Regions from separate parts of the Mus musculus genome. Here region 2 is linked to region 1. The links are chromatin contacts, called in public HiChIP or PLAC-seq maps. All regions are on one chromosome and are shown on one strand. The core of a region is the stretch at or near the end of the contact, and the rest is flanking DNA. Distances in the headings are between cores, read along the strand shown. Region 1 has its middle 35 kb from the start of Gm38612. Region 2 has its middle 24 kb from the start of Gm33995.

What was found. HiChIP or PLAC-seq counts read pairs in DNA pulled down with a chosen protein or histone mark.
Region 2: a contact with region 1 is called in an H3K4me3 HiChIP or PLAC-seq map of embryonic limb bud, with 3 times the contacts expected there. The contact joins two enhancer-like sites. A contact is called at or near these places in 1 of 15 datasets of contacts at CTCF or cohesin (embryonic stem cells), 8 of 484 Hi-C or Micro-C datasets (cerebral cortex, double positive thymocytes, embryonic stem cells and 3 more), 5 of 115 datasets of contacts at active chromatin or transcription factors (double positive thymocytes, embryonic hindbrain, embryonic limb bud and 1 more) and 1 of 9 other capture datasets (embryonic tail).

Annotation. Positions count from the first base shown.
Region 1 is chr5:128,531,728-128,539,199 of GRCm38.p6, forward strand. No RefSeq gene overlaps it. Among named protein-coding and RNA genes, the nearest start is that of Gm38612, 35 kb to the right of the region's middle. Within about 2 kb of position 5,679, at least 29 of the 459 cell types and tissues checked have an H3K27ac peak or open chromatin away from gene starts, as enhancers often do. A contact at or near this core is called in embryonic limb bud, where this site is marked.
Region 2 is chr5:128,681,758-128,689,407 of GRCm38.p6, forward strand. No RefSeq gene overlaps it. Among named protein-coding and RNA genes, the nearest start is that of Gm33995, 24 kb to the right of the region's middle. Within about 2 kb of position 2,769, at least 12 of the 459 cell types and tissues checked have an H3K27ac peak or open chromatin away from gene starts, as enhancers often do. A contact at or near this core is called in embryonic limb bud, where this site is marked.

The sequences.
Region 1 (7,472 bases), core at 4,429-6,928:
AAAATGTCTTACGGAGGGGAACAAGTCCACCATGGGAGCAACAAGCTGTGTAAAGGCTGCTTTTCCCTTGTTGCTCTTTGGGATGTGTGTGCACAGAGCCTGACCATGGGAAACTCACAGGTGTAGGGAGAATATCTTATATATTGTATGGATGCATCGCCTGTCAATTTAAAAAAAAAAACCTATAATCTATAGGAAAGGGTAGAATAGAAGGTGGGACATCTGGAAGGAGAAAGAATTCTGGGATAGAGCCAGGCACAGGAAATTCACCAGGAAGATGTGCCGAGACAGACACATGGTACTTGCACAGGTAACCAGCCACATGGCAGAATGTAGGCTGGAATAAATGGGTTATGTCTCATCATGACCTAGTCAGAGAAGAGCCTAGCTATATGGCCAAGGTATTTGTAAATCTATTTTGAGTTTGAGTCTTATTTCTGGGAGGAAGAACAGGACCCCAACTTCAATACACAGGTTAAGCAGAACATTTCCAATTGTGAAGAGACTTGCAGAGTCCACCAATGCTGCCTGGAAGTGCGCAGACACTGCTCATCCACCCTATAAACCTCACTGTGCTCTGACTATGGCTCAAGACACACAGGCAGCAATAAGAAATAAAACTGTGGGGCTGGTGAGATGGCTCAGTGGGTAAGAGCACCCGACTGCTCTTCCGAAGGTCCGGAGTTCAAATCCCAGCAACCACATGGTGGCTCACAACCATCTGTAACAAGATCTGACGCTCTCTTCTGGAGTGTCTGAAGACAGCTACAGTGTACTTACATATAATAAATAAATAAATCTTAAAAAAAAAAAAAGAAATAAAACTGTAAGTGATGCCGTTATATGGCGTTTGGGCAAGTTGGAAATTCAACACCCGCTTTCAAATTAGGATGGTACCACCATCGTCAAGAATAATCCGGGGGTTTGGAGAGATGGCTCAGCGGTTAAGAGCACTGACTGCTCTTCCAGAGGTCCTGAGTTCAATTCCCAGCAAGCACATGGTAGCTCACAACCATCTGTAAGGGGATCCGATGCCCTCTTCTGGCGTGTCTGAAGACAGCAATAGTGTACTCAGATACATAAAATGTTTTTTTACATGCTGCCATAAAGTGAAAGAAAGACAGAGAGAGAGAGAGAGAGAGAGAGAGAGAGAGAGAGAGAGAAGAATAGCATGAATTTCTTAGTCATTGCATGTGCAGTGGGTAGGCACAGTGGAAAAAACAATTGTCTTTTCCAAGAGTCCTCAGTGTCCCTCCTCGCAAGCCCCTACTCCTATTTTATAGGGCTCTAAGCCTACAGCAGAATTCATGCGCTGGGCGTGATGGCGCACGCCTTTAATCCCAGCGCTTGGGAGGTAGAAGCAGGCAGATTTCTGAGTTCGAGGCCAGCCTGGTCTACAAAGTGAGTTCCAGGACAGCCAGGGCTACAGAGAAACCCTATGTTGGAAAAAAAAAAAAAAAGAATTAATGCAAACCTGGACTCAGAACCTTAGCTAGTGTCAGCTCAGTAGAGATGGCCCCAGGCTCAGTGTGCTGGTTAATTCTAGTTGCCAACTTGATGCAACCTACAATTAACCAAGGAAGAGAGCCGTGGTGAGGTTTTAGCCTGAGGGGATGCCTGTAGGGGATTGCTTCAATTGCCTTAGTAGGTGTGGGAACACTCAGTGTGAAAGTTGGCATCTCCATCCCCTGGCTTTAAACCTTGGACTGGATAACAGTAGAGAGAGCTAGCTAAGCATGAAGCATTGCATACATTCATTCTCTCTCCCTGCTCTTGATTAATGAGAACTCTGAGACTGAAGGAGGTCAGAGGCCAAGGGACCTGTTCAAGGTCACAGCAGTGGTAGGGCACATGGTCCTTGGGAAACAACAACTAAGCATTAAAAATATTTAAGGGAGTACTGACATTCAATTTATCAACACCACATGGCCAAACGAACAGAGAAAGTGGATTCCCCGTGGACAGCCAGTGGAGGCCATGAACAGAATGTCACATTTGTGTCATTTATTGCTCACAGTCAGCAGAGGGAAGTTTGGGACAATCCCATCCACAGGCCCCTTGGGCTTGGCTGAAAAGTTCTGGCGCTCTCTCTCATAACACATCACACTTGGGCGAAGCAGATCTCACGTGTGAGCTCTTCACTGGTTTCAATTCTAAGTAAAAAGGTGGGATCCATCTGTCTTGGCAGACGTGCCTGGAGACACCTTGGTCTATTTGCTCCTGGATAAGTAACTAAGAGTCTGCCGAAGCTACGTCCAATGTCAAGGTGACCTACAAGACATGATGCCCAGAGCCCCAACGAAACCAAGTATAGAGTCAGTCTTCAAGCTCCACATAAAAACCTTGCCTTGGTGCCCATGGTTCTCTGCCAGCCTTGATAGCATCCTCATGCTCCTCCTTTCTTCCCAGGAAGCCCAGATCACACACACACCCACTTACCGTGCTTTCAGTTGTGATAGAATTTTCTGAACACTCTCCAGACTTCCTAAAGAGGTTTGGGTCCCAAACTCATGTCTGTTTGTCCTGACTCTTAACTAGTTACTCTCAATGGAGCCCCATTGCTGAGGATTATTTAAAGGGAGACCAGATGTGTATAAAGGAAAGCAAAGATTCAGAAGGGGGAAGTGAGAAGATGTGCTGATGGTTGGTGCTGATGCTGCTGATGGTGATGCTGATATCTGTGATGACGGTGGTCATGGTGATGGAGATGATGGTGGGGTTAGTGATGCTGAGGGCCATGTTGACGGTGATAATGATGGTGGTGGTGATGGCCAAGATAGTGAATAGTAAAGACCGATAATGGTGATGACTCTCACAGTGGTTTCAATAATGATCATGGCAGTGCTGGTGATGATGACGGTGACAGTGATGGCAAAGGTTATGGTGATAGACAACTATGATAATGATGTCAGGAGTGCTGACAGTGATGCCGCAGATGGTTGTGATGATGCTGATGATTGTGATGACAATCGTGATCATGGTGATGCTGATGGCATTGATGCTGCTGACCGTACTGATGGGGGTTACAGAAATGACTACGATGATACCGGTGGCGGCAGTGATGGGCTAGCAATGATGGTAGATCTCATGCCCTGTGCAGGGTGCAGAGGTCTGCATGTGTTTGATGGTTTACACTCATTACAATTTCAACTTCCCTCATAAGGAGAGAGCCAGAACAAAGAACCCAGTGAGATCTCTGAGCTCTAAAGACCACACTCCTGATGCCTTTAAAACATCCCCTCCACAGGCAAAGAGAGAAAGTCAAAACCAAAGAGGAACAAGAGAAACAGCATAAAGATGCTCCAAAGATGACTAGCTCCATAGACAAGAAGTCAGACCACAGTCTGAATAGTCACTCATGTAGTAACCAGAGGGAGTAAATGTCAAACATTCATTACTAAAGGCCAAATGAATGTCTCTTAATCTACTCAGTGGGAAGCTGAGGAAGGCCTGGGTGCTAAGGATAAATTTCTTAAAAGGGACTCTGAATGCTGTAAGGTCTGAGGGCAGACCTCATTTCTCTGATTTTTCTTCTCACTGAGTAAAGAGAGTCTATCTCCTGCCCCTGGACCTGGACCATTTGTGCCTTCTTCTCCCACAGACCGTAATGGATGGATACCAGCCTGAAGGGTTCTAAGATGGGGTACAGAAGGCCCCTGTAGAAGACCTCCCTCCTCATTCTACCAAGCCCTCACTGTTGGAATCCTATGACAGGGATGTCATACCTGAGGGTGCCTGATGGTTGGAACGCAGCCACGCCACTCATATTTCAGAGCAAGAGCATTTGCCAGTACAGCTCGCCTACATGTTGCTACATTCTTAGTGAAATAGTCCAAGAGACATGGTGGCTGCTCATCTGAAAGTAGATTTCTGGGTGATTTATTCTCACTATCAAAGTTAGGTTCAGATGCAAATGCAGAGATCCTACTACCATAAGCAATCTTAGGACAGCAAGACTCTGGGAGGTAGGTTTCTCTAATGTCACCAACATCCTATAGACAGGACTGTCTATAGGACACTAGACCACTCCTCTCATGAACGTACAAGTGGCTTTGTCCTTGTGGCACTACACATCCATGCTCAGGACAGTGAAGACCCAAGGTCAACAGAGTAGCAAGAGCAGCCCCTGTCCCTTGTAAAAGGGCCACTGATGGTGAAGCCCACCACTCAATCTGCTTGCTCCTATCTTATGGATTAGGACCGGGTCGCATGACCAGCTCTGCTTTAGAGAAGTTTGAGAAAATGAATACTTCAGGTTCTAAACTAAACAGATTGCTCTGAGAGGGCAGAGGGGCGGACTGGATCGTGATCGGCTCTTTGGCACCAGCTATCCCGTCTAAGGCTTACTAGGTCCTCAGTCAGCAGTAGCTGCCTTTTGACACGTGACTGGCTGAGCAAGAAAGATCCAAGATTAGGAGATTTAGGAAAATGTGGAGTCAGGAGTCAGGGGTTAAGGGCCAGGGGCCAGAGGTCAGGTGCCAGGGGTCAAGAGCTGGGGCTGAGGGGTGCGTTGGGGAGAAAGATAGAGAAGAAAGCAATACTTTTATGTTCTCAGTCCTAAGAGACTAAACATAAAGGAATTCTTAAGACTTAGGGGCTGGCAGCAACCTTAGGTCAGACTGGTTGCAACAAACCTTGAGGGAAAAAAAAAATCATTTTGCCTCAAACATCCATTTAAAGAAATGAGACAAAAAAAAAAAAGGCTCTTGGAGCCTAGGCTCACATTTTGCTGGGACGTGTGTGTGTGTGTGTGTGTGTGTGTGTGTGTGTGTGTGTGTGTGTGTTCCTTCTCAGAGATCCTTCTAAGTCAAGCTGCTGCCTCAGAACAGAGACTTCACAAGCTAATTAATTTCACTCTGGAAAACCGCCCCGCCAGACAGCCTAACGTTGTCTTTCCTTTCACAGCATTGCTTCTAAGAATGGCTCCCTGGTTAAGCATGAGAATCCGGTACCCTCCTCCATGCTTCTCCCGGTTGATGCGTCTTAAGTGCCCTCCTCCTCACTGGCCAAGCAGTTTAATACTTTCAGGATTACCAACTATCCCCGGGGCCATTAAACCTTCCTCGCTGGTGGGTGGGGGCTGGAACTGGGCTGGGAAGCTACGAGAAGTCATTAAAAGTAATTTGGTTCCAGGTTATAATTAGGATCCATCTGCATGGCGCTCTTCCCAGCCACCGAGACGGCAGAGGCTGCCCTCCACCTGTACTTGTGGACAGGGCCCCAGGGGATGCAGGGGAAACCTAGCACGGGAAGATTGGGGGAGCTGGGAGGAATGGTGGAAGAAGCTGAGAAGAGAGCTGGAATCCGGGGTGTGTGGTTTGCAATCCTCTCGCTCATGAGAAAAAAGTGGGCCGGAAGGAGAAGAGAGAGGGCATGCATTCAGTTGGAGTTTCTCTCTGTGGATCACGGTGGCTCCTCATCGCTCAGGTACACAGCCATGTTTCCTGGAGCGTGCGTGCCTTTGCTCCCACAGGGAGCACAGATGCAGCAAGAGATGCAAGGACCAGCAAGTTGTCTAAAGACCTGCAGGTACTGCCAACCTCCCCTGCTGGGAGTCACCATGGAGCAACAAAGCTGTGAACTGACAAGAGCTCAGATTGTTGGAAGAAAGCAGAGCCAACTGCACCGTGCCCACACGGATAGGGGAAGTTCCACAAGGACCCGCCTCCCAGTGAAGAGCTATGAACAACCAATGGCTGCTGAGAGGAAGAATCAGTCGTCAGGGACAAGCCCCCTGATAGGCTATCCGATTACACGTGGTCAGCCCTAAACTTATGAACTATGGGGAAAACTGGTCTCTGTGACTGGTGTGTGTGTGTGTGTGTGTGTGTGTGCGCGCGCGCGCGTGTGTGTATCACATATATGTGTGTATATGTGTGTATATATATGTATTATATGTACATACATATATGGCAGTGTGTGTATGTATGTATAATGTAACAATAATAATTATAAAAGATTGGGTTATGAAATTGGGAGAGAAGGAGGGGTACATAGGAGGATTTGAAAGTGGGAGAGAGAGGGGCAGAAATTCTATGCAGTATTCATGCATGCAATTCTCAAAAAGCTATAAAAAAATACATTTAAAACATTGGCTTGATCTCCCTTGGCTTTTTGACTTTGGCAGTTTTAACATTCAGACCTAGTGTAAGTTAAGCAGACCCAGGAGGACCTGCGAGGCCTGTGGCCAGCATAGTATCCTCCCCGACTTGCTACACACCTCTATTTGATACCATGGGGTATTGCTTCCCTTCAGAGCAGACAGATCTGGGATTTGGTTGTTCTTGCTTTGGTAAGTTACATCCTGAGTTAATCTTGCATCTCTTTCCCATTGGCTTTGTTTCCATATAAAATTATTTCACATTGGTGTAGCATTTGTGGTTTAAAAAAAAAAAATGCTTCATGGGCCTGCAGACTGGCTCAGTGGATAAGAGTACTTGCTGTTCTTACAGACCTTGGTTCTCAGCACATACAGGACCCTCTCTCCAGCTCCAGGGAAGCTAATGGCTTCTTCTAGTCTGTGCCAGCACCTGCACCTGCTGCATATACACACTGTGCACACACACAGATGTAGAATAATATACACAAAACTAACATGGCTCACGGGAGTATGAGGTTCTTCTTTTGTTTGGATGCTTTCTATTCAGCCACAATCTCTGCCTGTCTGTCTTTTGCACACACATAAACATACACACATATGCACATACACAGAAACATAGAAACACACACACACATTTTCTCTGTCTATGTTTCTTTCTCTCTGATGTTTATGTTTCTATCTCTCTGTATCTCTATGCCTCTAGCTCCCTCTCTTTGTCTGTGCCTCTGTCTCTCTCTGTGTCTCTATCTCTTTGCATACACATTCTCTCTATCCCTGTCTTGTTTTTTTTCTATCTCTCGGTGTGTGTGTCTCTCTCTCTGTCTCCCTGACCCTCTATGTCTCTCTCTCTTGCTCTCCAGAAGACCAAGAGGAGGACATTTGAACAGGACTCACATAGAGATGGCCAGTATTCACCAGTCAGCTCTCCATTGTCCTGACATACCATCAAGATGAGTCACCACAAATGCCCCTAGCATCCTGCACTATGGGTGAACATTTTTTGCTAGCATCTCTAGCAACATCTTTGTCTCATTTAATCAAATAGCTCATGCGCTCATGCGCTCCGGTGAGCTGGCAAAGCTGGAGGTGGACAAAGAACCAGGCTCTCAGGGTCACTGTGGCGGGGGGAGGAGAAAGGCTTCATCTGCTGCCACGGAAGTCATCTACTTAAGCCTGGTCTTCCAGTCTCCCTGGTGAATGCCTCTTAACTTCAGAAGCCATGGGAGAAAATGCCCAGTTGGCCAAGTGTGGGCCAGATGCCTGGCCAAGACTGGAGGCAGGGGGACCTGAGGACTAGATCCACGGAGCCTACCCAGTGTGGGAGAATGCCTGAGGACACTGCTCCCCCAAATTCATCGGCCTCCTCCTCCCT
Region 2 (7,650 bases), core at 1,519-4,018, 150 kb after region 1:
CTGAGCTATCTCTCTAGACTGTGCATGAGTGCGTGCATGCGTTTAGAAAACAACTGACCAAATATCAGAATCCTTTATGTCACTAGAACTGGACTGAGTGACCCTACATTGTTTTGGAAGCTCTCAGTCACATACATGTAAAATTGCAATTTTATTGTGTATATATATACACACAATATAGATGGATTGGAAGGAGCAGTTATGGACCAATAAGATATCTAGGTATCTTCAGTAATAAGAGAGGACTATATTTTACTTACTAATCTGTATTTGTTTGTTTTCTATACATGTTTTCTATACATTTGTTTGCTTTCTATACATATATGTGTGTATGTGTATATATATATGTATGTATATATGTGTGTGTATATATATATATATATGTATATATATATATATATACACACACATGTAATTGCAATTATGTGCACAATATCCAGACATGCAGAAGAGCCCCTGAATAGTTTGTTGCCGTTCCTCTACTTCTTCTGTTGGTCTGAGGTTTCCAAAGTGAGCTACACAGCTCCCTCCCACTCACAGACCTTACTATCCATCAGCATTCTCAGAAGTCTTGCTAGGGAACATTCACATTCATTTTGGGCCCTGGAAGAGGTATTGAAGCATCCTGGGGAAGACATCCTCTAAGTGCTCAGAGTCAGGTCTGGAGTAGTACGGGGCACTTACTAAGCAGACAGGAAACAGATGGATTGGAAGGAGCAGTTATGGACCAATAAGATATCTAGGTATCTTCAGTAATAAGAGAGGACTATATTTTACTTATTAATCTGTATTTGTTTGTTTTCTATAAACCAAAGACCTGCTATAACACTCCAGCTGGTCTAGAACCCATGGCACCGTGTGGTCTTAGATTCCCCAGTGTTAGGATTACTAGGGTTAGCCAGCACACACACCCCATTTATTCTATTCTATTGTATTATCAGAGCTACCGAATAAATACGGCTTCCTCCACTCTAAGTCACACGATTTCTACATTGTTCCGGTGGGGCTCATCTATCCATACGTCTAAAATGGCCAAGTATAGACTAAGTCTATGATTATAGGAGATGAGGACTCTGGCCATATTCTAAACATTCTCTTTGTATGTTTATTGCTTTTATTAAGCTGGTCAAAGAGTTGAAGCCATGTCAGGCTCCTCTCGATTTCTGCTACTGAAGTCTAGTTTATATGTGGTAGGTTTGGGGACATTTACTTATTTATTTCATTATTTGGGTACACTATAACTGTCTTCTGACACACCAGAGGACATCGGATTCCCATTACAGATGGTTGTGAGCCACTATGTGGTAGCTGGGGATTGAACTCAGAACCTCTGGAAGAGCGGACAGTGCTCTTAACTGCTGAGCCGTCTCTCCGGCCCTGTATGTGGTTGTTTTTATTATCAGAGCCACCGTTTCTATTATCAGCACCACAGCTCTGCAGGAATGGATCAGTGATCTGCTCACCACTGCATTCCCACCCCCCACATAGCAGTACAGTGAACACTCAACAAATATCCAGGGGCTAGTGACACGTGGCCTGGATCTGGAACTTTCCCCAGGTGCTCACGTGCTGGAGGCCTGGCCTTGGCTAGGGTGCTATTGAGGGGCGATTGGATGACGAAGGCTCTGAGGCAGCTGGTGGGTTAGCCTCATGTGGATCCATAATAAAATGGACTATCAGAAGGTACTGAAGACCACGGGAGGGGCCCAAGAAGAGGAAGAGGGTCATTGGAGTGTGCCTTTGAGGGTGTATCTTGTCCCTAGACTCTTCTCTTTTCTTCTCCTTGTTTTCTGTTTATCACAAGCTGAACTGCTTTGTTCTGGGACATGCTCCTGCCATGATGCTGAATTCTCTGGTTAGTTCTCCATATTATCACTATCATCATCATCATTATCACCACCACCACTACCATCACCACCACCACCACTGTGCTGGTTAGGTTTGGTTGGTTGGTTGGTTGGTTGGTTGGTTGGTTTTGGTTTGTCAATTTTACACAAGTTAAGGTCATCTGGGAAGAGGGAACCTTGATTGAGAAAATGTCTTCATTAGATTGTTCTGTGTGCAAGTCTCCGATTCATTTACTTGATTTTTGATTGATGTGAGAAGGCTCACTGTGGGTGGGGTGGTCCTGGGCTGTATAAGAAATCAGGCTGGGCAAGCCAGTGGGCAGCCTCCTCCATGGCCTCTGCTTCAATTCCTGCCTCCATCCTGCTTCACCCTGACTTCCCTCCATGTAAAATGTAATAAGCCCTTTCTTCCCTAAGTTTCTTTTGGCCAGGGCTTTTATCACAGCAACAGAAACCAAACCAAGACTAGTCATGACTACCTCCACCGTTATACCATCATTACTACCACAGCCACTATCTGCTTAGGGAAGTGGGTACCGGGACAGGAGGAAAGCTCTTGCCTGCTAATCATTTTATCTCCTCCTCCTTCCCTGAAGTCACTGGGTCCTTCAGGCTCAAAATCCTACCCGTCGGGCCCACAGCCAGCCTCTCAAGACGCTGCCAGAAAAGTACCACAATACATCTTCAAGGAAGAAAGAAAAAAGTTTCTGCCAAGGTACAGCAGCCCTCCAGCCCTCCGGAGGGAGGAGGTATTGTTTGAATGGGATCCAGCCCGGGGCTGCCACCCACCTGCTCACATGCCCCGCCCCCAGGCCCCTCCCTGGAAGACACCTGGGCGCAGAGGATCTGGAGTAGTTGGTTCTGTTGGCGGGTGCTGGCAAAAGGGTGTGGGGTGGGGCATTGGGGGGGGGCTGTATTCACAAAACCCACTGATCCAGAAAACCATTACAGGGAAAGGGTTTTTCGATCTCAACGGAGGAGGGGAGGGGTAGAAATTAAAGGGAAAAGGAGCAGAAACAAAAATAACAAGGCCATTAATCTTTCATCAAGTTAAAGGGATGAAAAGGAATCGCTTTAAGTATCATTCTTCCGTCGCACCACAAGCATGTTGCCCCCTGCTAACTTCAAAGGCTCCGACGAGAAGTTGGTTAATATTGTTGGCACAGTCTCAGGCCGGCGGTTTACTGTTGCTTCAGCAGGCTCTCTCTCTCTCTCTCTCTCTCTCTCTCTCTCTCTCTCTCTCTCTCTCTCTGCTTTTAAACAAAGAAAGCATGAGGGGTCGGGCACTCATTGAGGGGAGACAAGCGACGTCAAAGATGCCTTTGTGTCCCGTGTGAGGCCTTCAGAGAACAGCCCTCTGCCCGTGCGCATTGGTGGCAGACCGTTTGTCACAGATTCGAACCATCATCAAGCACAGACAAAAAAACAAAAAACAAAAACAAACAAAAAACAAAAACAAAACAAAACAAAAAAACCCGAGTGGGGGAGAGGACAAGGGACAAGGGAGGGGAACATTGTTTTCGTAGCTCAGCGGGCCCCCTCTGTGGAGTCAGGCCTGGTGCTTTGCTCAGCATCTGGCCTCCTGGTGATCTCAGCTGAGGTGAGGTTGCCCAGAAAGGAAGCATGGTGGCACTTTTGAGCACAGTCAGTGTACCGGGAGCCCCTCACCTGTTTAAGCTTGAGTGATTGGATGTTCTTCAAGGTGGCTGCTATTTATACTGAAAACAAAGCTAATTGGTGGTGAGTGGAGGGGCTTTGTGGTTGGGCTGTGGCTCTGGGTAAGATTCTGCTGAGCAGGTAAGGTGTACCACCTGTAATGCTAAGGGCTGGGGCCAGAGTGAGAGAGCAGGATGGTGATGCTTGCTGAGATGTTCCAGGAAGACACGGTCCACCAGAGGGCTTGCAGAAGGCAACATCGCACGGTGGGTGTTGTGACCATTGTCCCCCATAGCAGTGGAAGGTTGTTAAAAATTGTCCCAGCACGACTGACGTGAGCTCTATTGTGACCAACATCCCACCATAGTAGAAGGGTACTGATGTCTGCCATTGTAGGATGTGGTTAGCACTGTTTCTCCTTGATGGATATTGTTGCCAATTTCTTTTGGGTAGTTGCTCTAAACTAGGCAGGCAAGGCTCTAGGGAAGCAGACAAAAAAAAGCACTCAAGTCGATTTTGCAAAGCTGGAGGAGGCTTGGTCTTGCTTTGGGTCAAATCTCCCAGATCGAGACATATGACACCAACCGATCCGATTATCCTCAGTCACCCCAAAGTCTATTAGAGCTTAGAGTCTCTATCGTCCTTGTCTTCAGATTTTTGAACATGTCTTCGCTCAGCCTTGACAGCCTTGTAGCACCAGAGTGACTCAGTTGACCTCTGGTTCATTGGTGTTACTGAACAAGCTAATCCCAACTTGAGGGCCCCTGTTTATCTGGGAAGGATCACAGATGTACACAGGAGAAACCTGAGGGATACTTGAGACAGAATACAAGGAACTGTTGGACATGCAGAGGGACTTAATAGGCACAGCATGGCTGGCATTGTTTGTCTCAAATAGCCATCAATCTGTTGAGAACAATTGAATGTGGCGGCTGGGAATACAAATAGGATAATTAATATCGACCGTTACCTTTGACAGGATTTAGGATCTTCTTGAAGACAGATCTCTGGGTATTTCTATGAGGAAACTTCTAGATTGGGTTTATTGAGGCAGGAAAATCTATTTGGATGTGAGTAGCACCATTCTATGACCTGGAGCTCTGAGCTGAATGAAAAAGGAGAAAAGCCAGTTTGCAACCAGCCTCTGTCTTTCTCTCTGCTTTCATGGCTATGGATATAATGTGACCAGCTGCCTCATGCTACTGTTTCCATGACTTCCCCACCAAGAAGGACTTAAGCATCCTTGAACTGTGAGCCACCCAGAAGGACTGAGAACCCTGAAACTGTGAGCCACCTTGAAGGACTGAGCATCCTCAAACTGTGAGACAAGAAGCTGATACATTCAACTGCATCCAGAGGATTTACTTGAGGGGAAAACACTACTTTTTTTTAATTCCACAGATATAGACTTAGATAAAGCTTCACAACATATTAAAGCCTCAAGAGAACAATACAAAGAACCCCAGGGAAACAGAAACAAGCTTGAGGGAAATAGTGGCCAAGTTCCATCTTGCAGAGGCATCCCAGGGCTAGGGGTGTAGATCTGGAGCCTTCCAGGGCTCTCTTCTGTGGATCTCCCCATCACTTGCTAACTGTGTCCATCCTTGCAAATTTCAGTACAGTGCTACAACCCCAGGCATGTCAAATCTATATATTCCAGCGCAGCCTTCCACAAGCTGCCATGATACTCAAAATAGCAGTTTAAGTTGGCTATGGATAAGGAGACCCCATTGCATGAGCCTCTTCTTAATGCTGTCTCCTATTGGATTCCCATTGCCAGATCCTTTGAGCTACACAGATTCTTGAACCTACAGGCATTTCTTGTATAGAGGCTCTGCTCTACCCTTAGCTATTAGTATGTGTTGTTCCTCAACTACTTCTGATGGCCACCAAATATATGATTGAATAAATGCCTTTGTCCTGTGGTAGTTGAAGCTCAGGCTATGTAATTTACACTTTGAAAAAATTTTATTTATTTTATCTTATTTATCTTATTTTTATGTATGTGGGTGTTTTGCCAGCATGTATGTCTGATCATCACATCCATGCAGTACCTGCAGAGGCCAGAAGAGGGCATCTGATTCCCTTGAACTGGAGTTATAGATGATCGTCAACTCGCATGTGGGTGCTGGGAATTAAAACTTGGTCTTCTGAAAGAGCAACAAATGTCTTTGATTGCTGAGCCATCGCTCCAGTCTTCAATTGTTTTGAAAAAAACGTTACCGTTTTAACAGTAGGGATTAAAATATTGTGTTGGTTTTTTGTTTGTTTGGGGTTTTTTTTTTTTTTTTGAGAATGAGTTAATATTTGTCACAAAAACAAAAACAAAAACAAACAAACAAAAAAAGAAGACAGGTTGAGCTGGGCATGAACTGGAAATTTTGGTTTCTTTAAAAACCCAGTTGAGTCATGGGATGGTTTCCTGGAAGCTGTCTTGTGAGAGAACATGTTATCTTTTACTGAAAACAGACATGTGAGAAGGCACGTGATGTTTATAAAGAATAGAAATGGAACCCCACAGACAGTGAGAAGACACTCTTACATTGCTATGGCATGCAACTCTTTGCTAGTCTTGGCTGGTCTTGGCTGGTCTTGGCTGGTCTTGACTGGTCTTCATTTCATAGAAATACACCAAAGAACTTTTCATGGTATTCTGGCTGCTTCTGGCTGCTTCTGCTGACTGACACTGATTTTGCAGAGCCTTGCTGTTTCTGCTGGATCATACTGCTGCTGCTGATTCATGTTGGGTGTTTGCTATTGAACTGGACTGCTGGCATCCTGAAAACAAAGAGTGGAATCACCCCGAGGAACTACTTCTAAACAAGCCCACAATTCCCTTTTCTTATTAATCTTCTTTCTCCCCTACCTCTGTTCCCACGGGCTAGAAGGGAGGTTGAAGTGTTTAAGCATCCTAAATCAAAGTAGGTTTCGAAAAAATTCTAAGTCTACCAGGCATGCGGGCAGATGTCTATAATTGCAGCACACTTGGGAGGCTGAGGCAGGAGTATTGTGAGTTCCTGACCTGCCTGGGCTGCAAATATTGAGACCCAAACTCAAAGATCGGTAGAGGAGTAAGAGATTGTAACCCATCACAGCAGATTTGAGAGAGGGGGCAGACTACGTGGCACATGACACAGGTTACGGGTAGGAATAGAGCAGACACATGCGGCCAACCTGACCTTATGTCTAGGAACCTAGGGTTCCCACCCAGCTGCAGATCCTACTTTCCCAGACTTCCCTGTCGTGTTGAGGAGACAGGAGGTGCTAGTGAGGACATCTCTGTCTACTGTACAGAGTTACACTCTGTTTGTCTCTTGTTGGAGCCCATCCATCTCAGGGTCTCTTCGTTAGAGCAGCTATTCTTCCCACTAATGGTTAACACAGTCAGCTGCAGAGCTGGGGTGGTCTGCTGAGAATGGTGCTCAGTAAAAAAAAGAAGAAGAAGAAGAAGAAGAAGAAGAAGAAGAAGAAGAAGAAGAAGAAGAAGAAGAAGAAGAAGAAGAAGAAGGAGCAACTTTTAATTAAACAATTCCGAGGATGAACTGTGGACCAAGAGCACATATTTCTGGAGCAATGGGGAAATTATTTGTAATCATTGGCAGTGCGCAAGGCAATAGAGCAAAAGATTCATCATACATGGTTTTCATAAAAGTATATTGTCGAAATTTTTAATCCCAATCTGGGGTTTCTACTCCACCTTTGACCCTTTAGTTCCCAGATGAAACACACACACACACACACACAGCCTTTATATTTACAATAAGCCTTCCACAGCACAAGAGCTGGGCAGATATCTGCCCTCTATGCTATTAGAATCAATATTCCTATTGATAACCCCGAGTGATTACTTACTGTGTTTCATCTGGGCTGCTCTTAGCTCTGGCCAGCCCTCAGGGCCACAATTTTTTATGAACTCTCCTAATCCATGGAGGTTTCTCTTTCTCCTCCACCTTCTTCTTCTCCCCTCCTGGTTCTCTTCTGAACCCCAAGCCCAGGAACCCTAAATGCTATCTATGTCTCTTCTGCCCAGCTATTGGCTGTCAGCATCTTTATCCACCAATCGGAAATAGAGGTTACATAGCTCTCTTGTGTCTATGTGCAGACTCCAGGTCTTGGAGGCCACGCTTAGCGTTACAATACACAGTAA